Regions from separate parts of the Sus scrofa genome. Here region 1 is linked to region 2. The links are chromatin contacts, called in public HiChIP or PLAC-seq maps. All regions are on one chromosome and are shown on one strand. Each heading gives the region's core, a stretch centred on a gene start, on an enhancer-like site or on the middle of the called end of the contact. The rest is flanking DNA. Distances are from core to core; before and after follow the strand shown.

Region 1 (4,551 bases), core at 1,659-4,158, 180 kb after region 2:
ACATTCCTTTATCTCCTAACTTTTCTAATTCTCTATGTTTATTTCTACATATTATGTAGGTCAGTTACATTTCCTGATCTTAGAGGAGAGGCCTTATGTAGGATATACTCTGTAGGACCCAGCAGCATACTTCCCTCTGGTGAACAGAGCTGTATGTTCTAGGGTGCCTCCTTTGTGGGCTGCATAGGCCCTTCTACTATGGACACACTGGTAGGTAGGACTGGTTTCCAGCCCAGTTGACTGCTAGTCCTTGTCTGGTGCAGTGTCTGCCATCCCATTGATGGGTGGGGCTGTGGGTATCTGTGGCTAATGCCAATAAGTTAGTGAGAAGGGCCAGTTTCCTAAGCAAATGGCTACAAAGTCCAAGGGGTGCTGGGACTGTTGCTGACATACTGATGCATAGGTAAGCCCCTAGCATTAATAGGCTATAGGAAGGACTGCAAAATGGCACTTGTCAACACTAAAATATTTATGATAGAACAAGCTCCTCCAAATGGCTGACATCAGCATCTGTGTCCCCAGAGGGAGTCCCAGTTGCCTCCTGCCTCTCCAGGAGTCTCTCCAAGATCAGCAAATGGATCTGACCAGAAGTATTTTCAAATGACTGCCTCCATGCTGGTACTCAGAATGTGTAAGATTTTTGCATGCATCCTTTAAGAACAGAGTCTCTGTTTCATACAGCCATCCAGCTCTCCTGTTTTGAAACCATCTGACCTTCAAAGGCAGACATTCTGATGGCTCATCTCCCCAATCCAGGACCTCCAGGTTGGGTAGCCTGATGTGGCATTCAGACCCCTGACTCTTGTGAAGAACCTCTGCATTAGTGATTACCCTCCTATTTGTGGGTTGCCTACCAGAGAGTATAGGTCTTGGCTATACCACATCTTCACCCTTCCTACCCGTCTTACTGTGGTTCCTTCTTTATATCTTTAGTTGTGAAAAATCTTTCTCCTAGTCTTCAGGCCATTTTCATAGATAGTTGCTCTGTAAATAGTTGTAATTTTGGTGTGTCCGTGGCAGGAAGAGAGCTCAGGGTCTTAATAATCTGCCATCTTGGCCACATCCTCCCTGTTCTTCACTTCCTTTTATGACTTTTTTTTTTTTTTTTTTTTTAGAGTCACATCTGCAGCATATGGAAGTTCCAAGGCTAGGGGTCGAATAGCAGCTGAAGCTGCTGGCCTTTGCCACAGCCATAGCAATGTTGGATCTGAGCCACATCTATGATTTCTGCCGCAGCTCACAGCAACACCAGATCCTTAATTTACTGAACAAGGCCAGGGGTTGAACCCACATTCTCGTGGATACTAGTTGGGTTCATTACCACTGAGCCACAAAGGGAACTCTCTTCACTTCCTTTTAACAGACTACCTCTACCCTTAGCATAACCCTAGGTTGTCCAATATAGTAGCCACTAACAATATGTGGGTATTTAATACTTGAAATATGACCAATCCATATTAAGAGGTACCATAATTGTAGAATATTCATCAAACTTTAAAAATGTAGTGCAAATATAAGATATTAATAATTTTAAAATCATTGATTGCATTTGAATGATAAAGTTTTTGACACACTCAATTAATAAAATATTAAAATTAATTTCACATGTTGCTTTTCCCTTTTTTTAAGGGAACTACTAGAAAATTTTAGCTCTCCTTAGTGCTTGACATTATATTTTCATTGTACAGTGCTGGTGTGGCCTCTTCACAGTTGCAAGTTAGGTTATTTTGCCTGGAACTATACTATACTAGCACAGTAAGTGTCTTAAACTTTCTTTCTGTACAAATCCTTGGCGTCTTAAAAGCTTGTTAGAGGGGGAAAAAAAATGTGGAAATACTTAATGTGGTCCAAACAATGTATTTATTTTTTAGCACTTATTTAGAACAAACTGTTGAATATTTTGGAAATTTAAGGTTAACATGGAGTAGTTTGATTATTGTCATGTGGTTTCTCTACCATTAGTTCCTTAAATAGTACTCATTTGTAGGCAAAATAAATGATAAATTCTTGTAGTTTAGTGTCCTGTATGCAATGTGAGGAAAGTAAAAACTACATACTTTATAATAGCCAACTCTAGAAAAAAGTACTTAAGGCCTCTGTGGCAGCAGCAGTTTTGAGGAATTAAAAAAATAATATCACCAAAGGAATTTTTAGTTAGTAAGTTTTTAAATACTTATTTAGTAATATTTACATCAGTGGCATGCCAAGGTTGGTGCAAACACTTGGGTGAGAATAAAAATTAAGTTCTTATATATTTGTTCATTAGAGTAAACAACCTTCAAAATTCTTCTTTTATTTATTTACTAAATATTTTTCCATATGTAAGTTTGCTTTCTTTTGGATTCCTGATATCAATACTCTGAAAACCACTGACATCAGTTAATCTCAATCATTAGAAGTCTTCTACATCAAGCAGTTCACAGTACATTTTCAGGTTGAATACAGAGGTCATTTTCTTCCACTATCAATGCTAATAGGCCACCCATTCCAATTAAATGCAATGAGCATTGGTGGTATAGTAGCGAGCATAGCTACCCTCCAATTAAATGCAGTAAAAGAGAAGGATTTCTCAGTGGTTGAGTGTCTTGTTTCAACAGAGATGTAAGGCTATCTCTTCTTTGTGTCATCTGAAAAGGCTTAGATGAAATGAGGAGATATTCTGTCACAGCTGAAAATGAAAGTTAAGTCTGAAAAGAATGCAAGAGTAGAGATATTAGCAAAAGAAAACAGCAAGTTCAGGGGCCATTTTCAAAGTAGAGGGATCACTAGAAGTGTAGAAGAAAAGGAGGCACACTTGTCTCTTTAAAAAGAGAATGAGAAAGTGTCAATTCTCAGAGATGAGTTCTTAACCCCAGACAGCTGTGAGCAATTTGTCAACTGCTCTGAAGTGTGGCAGAGTCAACCCCTGGGTCTCAGCCATGTGGATTGGATACTGGTTTCCATGAGACTGAACACACAAGAGGACACTTCTGCCTCAAGGACATCCTAGTTGTCATTGTGATCCATAGATTATCTAAACAGTAGAAGAGTAACTTACAAATTAAATGAACTAGACTAATAGGCACCCTGGGTGCATGAAAAAAAATCAGACCAGCAAAAACTAGCAAATAAAAGAGTTCATATGGCATGGTAGAAAAATCACAGCTATTTGCCATGGCTCTGAAATTTAATGTGTCACCTTAGGCAACTCATTTAACTTCTGTGAATCTTCTATAAAATGGAAGTGATGCACATGGGATATACAGAAACCACGCTACTTAAAGTTTCTGGGACATGATAGGTCCTTAATATATGGTGGTATCTCTCTACAAAAGTAAACTGTAGCAGTAAATGCACTAATAAAACTTAGAAAGGGGATTATTTTCTTCACTCTTACAAATCTTTATGTTTTGTTAGGACAGCAATCTAGAAACTTTTCAGGCTCCTGCTTTGCTCCTCGTGTTTCCTTAAATCAGACAAAGACTGATAGAGCTAAGCTTTGGTATCCATGTGGCCCCTGAGTTATAGCATTCCTCAACACCTATCTTGATCAGTCCCTAGACCTTATCCTCTGCTTTGGATTTTATTCTTAAATTATTCTGACCTTGAGTCCTAGTGTCATCCCCTACTCATGCTCAGTGACAGGGGAGCTACACTCCCATGTTACCTCCCATGATCATTCCATGCACCCATAGAAGGATTGTCCAAAAGAGTACCAACCAAGTACTGAAAGCATTTCTATTGGACTCTAAATGCCCAGTGGAAACCCCCAGAGCAGAGTGAGTCTCCAATCATAGGTAAGTTAGCCACTCCCTCGAAAGGCCAGGCTGTCTTGGCTTTATGTTTGGTGCAAGTTCTGTTGTCCCAGGGCCCATCCCAGCTATCCAGTGAATATATCCTTCCTATCTATAGCCAGTCTTAAAAACAAAGCTCCTTGTGAGTTCTTGCTGTGATGCAATGGGTTAAGAATCTGACTGCAGCAGCTCGGGTTGCTTCAGAGGCATGGTTCGATCTCCAGTGGGGCGAAGTGGGTTAAGGATCCACTGTTGCCACAGCTGCAGTGTAGGTCATAGCTGTGGCTTAGATTCAATCCCTGGCATGGAAACTTCCAAATGCTGGGCATGCAGCTATTAAAAATAAATAAATAGATAAGCCTCCAGGATATGTAAACAGAATACATGCTATATTTAATTCAATTTTCCTTACAATTCTAAACTTAAAGTTGACTTAATCTTGTAGAGTTGAGGTGAAAATATAGAAATTTTGATAGACTATGAAATAAAGTGTCATGAAGGCTATAGTCATGTTGTATTTTAGAGAAGACAACTGAAAAAGTTTATTTTGAATCAAAAAGTGCAGTGTATCCTCATCTTGATTCTTGTTCCTCTGTTCTGAACTGTGCACAAATCTCCCTTTGGAGTAACTTATGTTGCTGAATTGGATTTGCTCCTAGTAGCTCAAGGTGAAAAAAAGGGAATTTTCATCTCTTAAACATAGCAATGGGAAAAAAAAGTACTTTCCTTTATAACACTGGATAATATGTCTAATAAATTTGCCAGCAGTGAGGAATGA
Region 2 (4,461 bases), core at 527-3,026:
TGATCCCTACCTCCTGGCATCCATGGCTTTGTGTAATCCCTACTTCTTAAGTGTGGATTGGACCCAGGGATTTCCTTCTAATGAATACAATAAGCAAAAGTTGTGGGATGGCCCTTCCAAGATTACATTACACAAAGGCTCTAACTTCTCTCTCACTTTGAGAAAAACCAGCTGCCTTATGGAGTGACCTTGCCCCAGACAGCAAGACTATGAGAGTCCCCAGCCAGCAGGCAGCAAGAACCTGAGACCTTCATTTCAACAATCCATAAAAAACATCATCTTGGCACAACCATATGAGTGAGCTTACAATCAGATCCTCCTCCAGCTGAGTGGAGATGACTGCAACACCTTGATCAGAGCCTCAGGGAGGCCCTGAGTCAGAGATCCATCTGAGCTGCACCCAGATCCCCGACTCACAGAGGCCAAGAGCTAATAAATACCTCTTCTCTTAAACCACTAAGTTTTTTTTGGGGGGGAGGTAATTTGCTGTGGAGCAATAGCTATTCAATTCCCTCTCCTCTCAAAAATGAGGGAACTTTGAATTGGATCTTGAAAGAAATAAGAAGCTGCTTCTGTGGGATGCTGAGCAAGTAGGGATGACTGATCTTGTCATAGTCTTCCCTGTTTCTTTGTTTTTTCTTTTCCTCTTGTACACTTCACAACCTCCTCTCCTCACTCCCTGCTCTTCCAAGGCACAGAGGTTAAGAGAGAGCTTCAGAATTTCCTCAGAGGAAAGGCCCTGGGTCGGGGGGCAAGGTCTGGGGATGAGACATAGGCAAAACCTTCTGCTCATTTCTTCCAGAAAAGGCTCCATTTTTATTTGTTCACACATTAAGCTTCCACATACAATTTCTTGTGAAGAAAGCATCTCAATCAAAAAAGCAAGTCTGAAATCTCAAAAAGCACTTATTTAGCACTTGTTCCTTCTAGAAGAAAGGGCTGGGAGTTTGAAGGGATAAGCTTTATTCCTGGGTCGGCTATGTAGTTCTGAGTCCCAGTTTCCTCCTGTTTCAATTAGAGATTAAATGATCTGTCCCAGCCCCGTCACAGGGTCATTGGGAGGCTTCTTGGAGAGGACTGAGCATGCCATCTGTTCCTGTGTCAGGGACACTCCAGCCAGCCATCTCAGGGCTTATTCTCATGTTTCATACGGGGTTCAACATAAGTGTGAGGTCTTCCTGGATCTCCTGCACAGATCACCTTGTCACCCCATGCCTCTCTCTGGCCTTTGACTCTGCTGACGTTTTTTCATCTGGTTTATTACCACCTGCTACATTTTGTGTTTATTTGTTTGAGATTTTTAAAACGTATTTGTTTATGTTGCCCTGGGATACAGGCCCCAAGAGGGCACAGGCTTTAATCTATTTGGTTGTATTCTGTAGTCTCAGGAGTTAGAACACTGCCTGACCTCCATGGGTGCTCAGTACTTCTTGAATGGGGATAAATGAGTGAGTGAATGAATGAATGAGTAAAATGAGACAATGTCAGGTGCCCCTAATATATTTAATATAAAATTCTAAAATGAGTTCTTCTTTATGGGACTCCTGGAAAACTGCATTCCAGATAAGTGCAACAGTAACAGATTTACCCTCACCTCTGGGAGAAGTTACTGCCTCTCTGTATTTTGAAGTGACCAAGAGTTTACAGCCCAACTAATGTGAACACATATTCTCTTTCTGATTTGATTTTTCAAAAGAAAATGCTACATATGATTAAAGCACAGCTGCCACTCCTCCCCCACATTCCAGCACAGGCACATTATTGGGCATTACTGCTTTGATGCCCCCCTCCTTGAAGAATCTGTGATGAGGTTCACATGCCAAGCCCCTGTTACAACTCCCTCACCCTGCTGGCATCTGGAAAGCTTCCAGACCTTTAGCTGAGGAAAGCATAACTTAGAAGCAAAGGAGAAACAGTCTCCCGGTTATGTTTCTTCATAATGTGAGACTTTGTTTTATGATGGATTGGGTTTGGATTTCTGGGTTGGGTTTGAGAAGTGATATGTGAATAATTTAATATGAAGCAAAACTAAACAGCAAACAGAGGGTTTTTTTTTTGGTAATTGCACTTCCTGTTACAGGATAAAAATTGATTCAGGATTGCTAAAGTTTTGAAATGGCTTGAAATAATTTAACATCTAAGTGTTTCTGTGTATGTGAGGGATATAAATTACTAACCTAAAGTTTTGAAGTAGAATTTTTTAGAAATATTTTAGAGTCAGAAACAGTATTCCCCCCCGCCCCCAGTGATTTATTCTTTTATGGGGAGCAGGAAACCAAAGAACTGCCTTTTCTTCTCCCTTTGTACATACTTTGTTTTCAAGGTGAAACTCATTAGTAGATAGCGCAAGCCAATTTTCTGGCTACAAAGGATGATCTGAGGAATGGTGAGGATTAGCTCACTCTTGCACAGTGGATCCCTAAGAGCTGCCACCTCAGCGAACTAGTCCTGCCTTCATCCTGCCCCCAGGCAGGGCCGAGACTCAGCTCCTGGCATACTGGTTATTTCCAATCTGGATCTATTCTCTTTGGGCTAATTTATATCCAGATTAGTTGTTGCTTGTGTCACCTGAATTATTAAGTATCTTAAATATTGCCCTTCACTCTAACCCTGAATTCCCTCTAGGGATGCAGCTGGCTCAAGAGATACTTAAGACTAAAGTTGAAACCTTGGCTACAGAGGTTGGCTCAGGGGTGGGCAAGAGAAGGAATCTCAGATAAATGCTGTCACTTATTCTAGATGGTGAGAGGTATAGTTGTGAGAGCTGGACCTCTTGCAGTCACTTTGTTATCATGAGGAAAACCAGCCTGAGGGAGAAGCTTATGCACAGAGAAGAACAGAGCTAGAGCATGGTGGAAAATTGTAGGTAGAGTCCTGTAGCAAATACACCCAAAACATACTCTACCTCTGAACTTTCAGAGCTAAGTGAACTAATATATTCCCTTGAATGATTTATCCAATTGAATATGCACTTCTAATAACTTGAAACAAAAATAACTCCAAGTGATAAGGGAAGGATTTACCACTAGGGTGAGGTTACTATTTTCACAAAATACCATCTCTGGATGTTCAAAAATATATTATAGTGAAGAATCTACTATATCTATTATTTCTCTTTACACTGTTAATAACTTTAATATTTAAAACAGTCCTGCAAGAAAAGGAATATTTTTCCCTTTACCAGAGAGGCCAAATAAATCTCAGAGAGGATACATTTCCAAGACCAATCAGAATTGAAACCTAGGACTGTTTAACTCTAAAATTTTCTGATAGCCACAGCTTCCCTTACTACTCTACCTCTCACTGCTCTATGTTGCTACCCTTGACTGGATGACTGGATTGTGAAGGGCCTTCCTTATCACATTGATTAGATTCAGAGGTTGTTTTTTTTTTTTTTTTTTTTTTTTTTTTTTGTGGGGAGGGTGGAGGCCATGTCACAGAACAGACTCTTTTGAGAATCTGTTGAAATCTATTGACACTCTTCTTATGAAAAACATACTTAATGCTCACAAAACAACTTTTTGAGTATAATTTCAGAGGGTTCGCAAACCTCTGTGAAGGCCATCCGTGAATTTCTTTGGATGCCCCCCACCCTTAGCTTGAGAATGTGGGTGTGTTCTTTGTGGAACTGTAGACAATTTTAAGTTTAAAAAATTGTAATGTGATTTGCATTCTGCAAACATAATTCTGGTAGCTTCCAGAGGACAGACTGGAGGGGAGAGTGGCTGCAGGTAGGAAGATTCATTAGCAGATTAAGGCAGAACTCATCTGTGAAGTCATAAGACTGGAGTACATCCCAATGAGAGGGCAGAAGAAATGTGTAATGTGTGGGGTGCAAAGAATGAGGCAGAAGAGGCTTTGGAAATGGCTCCAAGGTCCTTACATTAGGTTACTTGGCAGAAGAATATAATTCGCCAGAAAAATAAATAGCAAATAAGGGTCGCCAATGAAGAAATGAATTTAAATGTTCAATATCATGGGAAAAAAAAAGATGTTTAGAATTAAGGTTTACATTGAGTACAATTCCTTGAGTAATATGAATAAATGGGGTTGGAGCAGGAAGCAGAGAGGTGTTGCTGATCTAAGACATATTATCTCAGAGAATGGAAAATTGTGAAGGAATATGGACCAAGGGAAAGTCGAAGAGTGAGCTGGCTTTTTCTCAAGAGAGTATTTCAATTTTTATGAGCTCTGCATTTCCCGGGTCATATTGGCCTGGGATTAAAAATAGGAACAGAGGAGCAAAAACAAACAGTAATTTTTGGATTGACTTTACCATGTACCACCTCTTTGTGTGTGTGGGCACAGATCTCTTACTTTTCCTGCCTCACTACTCAGTTGATACTTGGGAGCTGCAATGATCTGTGCAAGCGGCAGCTGGTCTTATATCTTAACCTGACCCCTAAGGGCAGCCCATCTTCTGCTTTTTCCCATGCTGCCAGATGTACTCAGGGACCAGAA

The links. HiChIP or PLAC-seq counts read pairs in DNA pulled down with a chosen protein or histone mark.
Region 1: an H3K27ac HiChIP or PLAC-seq map of skeletal muscle shows a contact between it and region 2. The contact joins two enhancer-like sites. A contact is called at or near these places in 2 of 47 Hi-C or Micro-C datasets (epiblast stem cells and skeletal muscle) and 1 of 2 datasets of contacts at active chromatin or transcription factors (skeletal muscle).

Annotation. Positions count from the first base shown.
Region 1 is chr13:94,934,288-94,938,838 of Sscrofa11.1, forward strand. No RefSeq gene overlaps it. Among named protein-coding and RNA genes, the nearest start is that of MME, 82 kb to the right of the region's middle. Within about 2 kb of position 2,909, at least 5 of the 83 cell types and tissues checked have an H3K27ac peak or open chromatin away from gene starts, as enhancers often do. A contact at or near this core is called in skeletal muscle, where this site is marked.
Region 2 is chr13:94,752,220-94,756,680 of Sscrofa11.1, forward strand. No RefSeq gene overlaps it. Among named protein-coding and RNA genes, the nearest start is that of MME, 260 kb to the right of the region's middle. Within about 2 kb of position 1,777, at least 6 of the 83 cell types and tissues checked have an H3K27ac peak or open chromatin away from gene starts, as enhancers often do. A contact at or near this core is called in skeletal muscle, where this site is marked.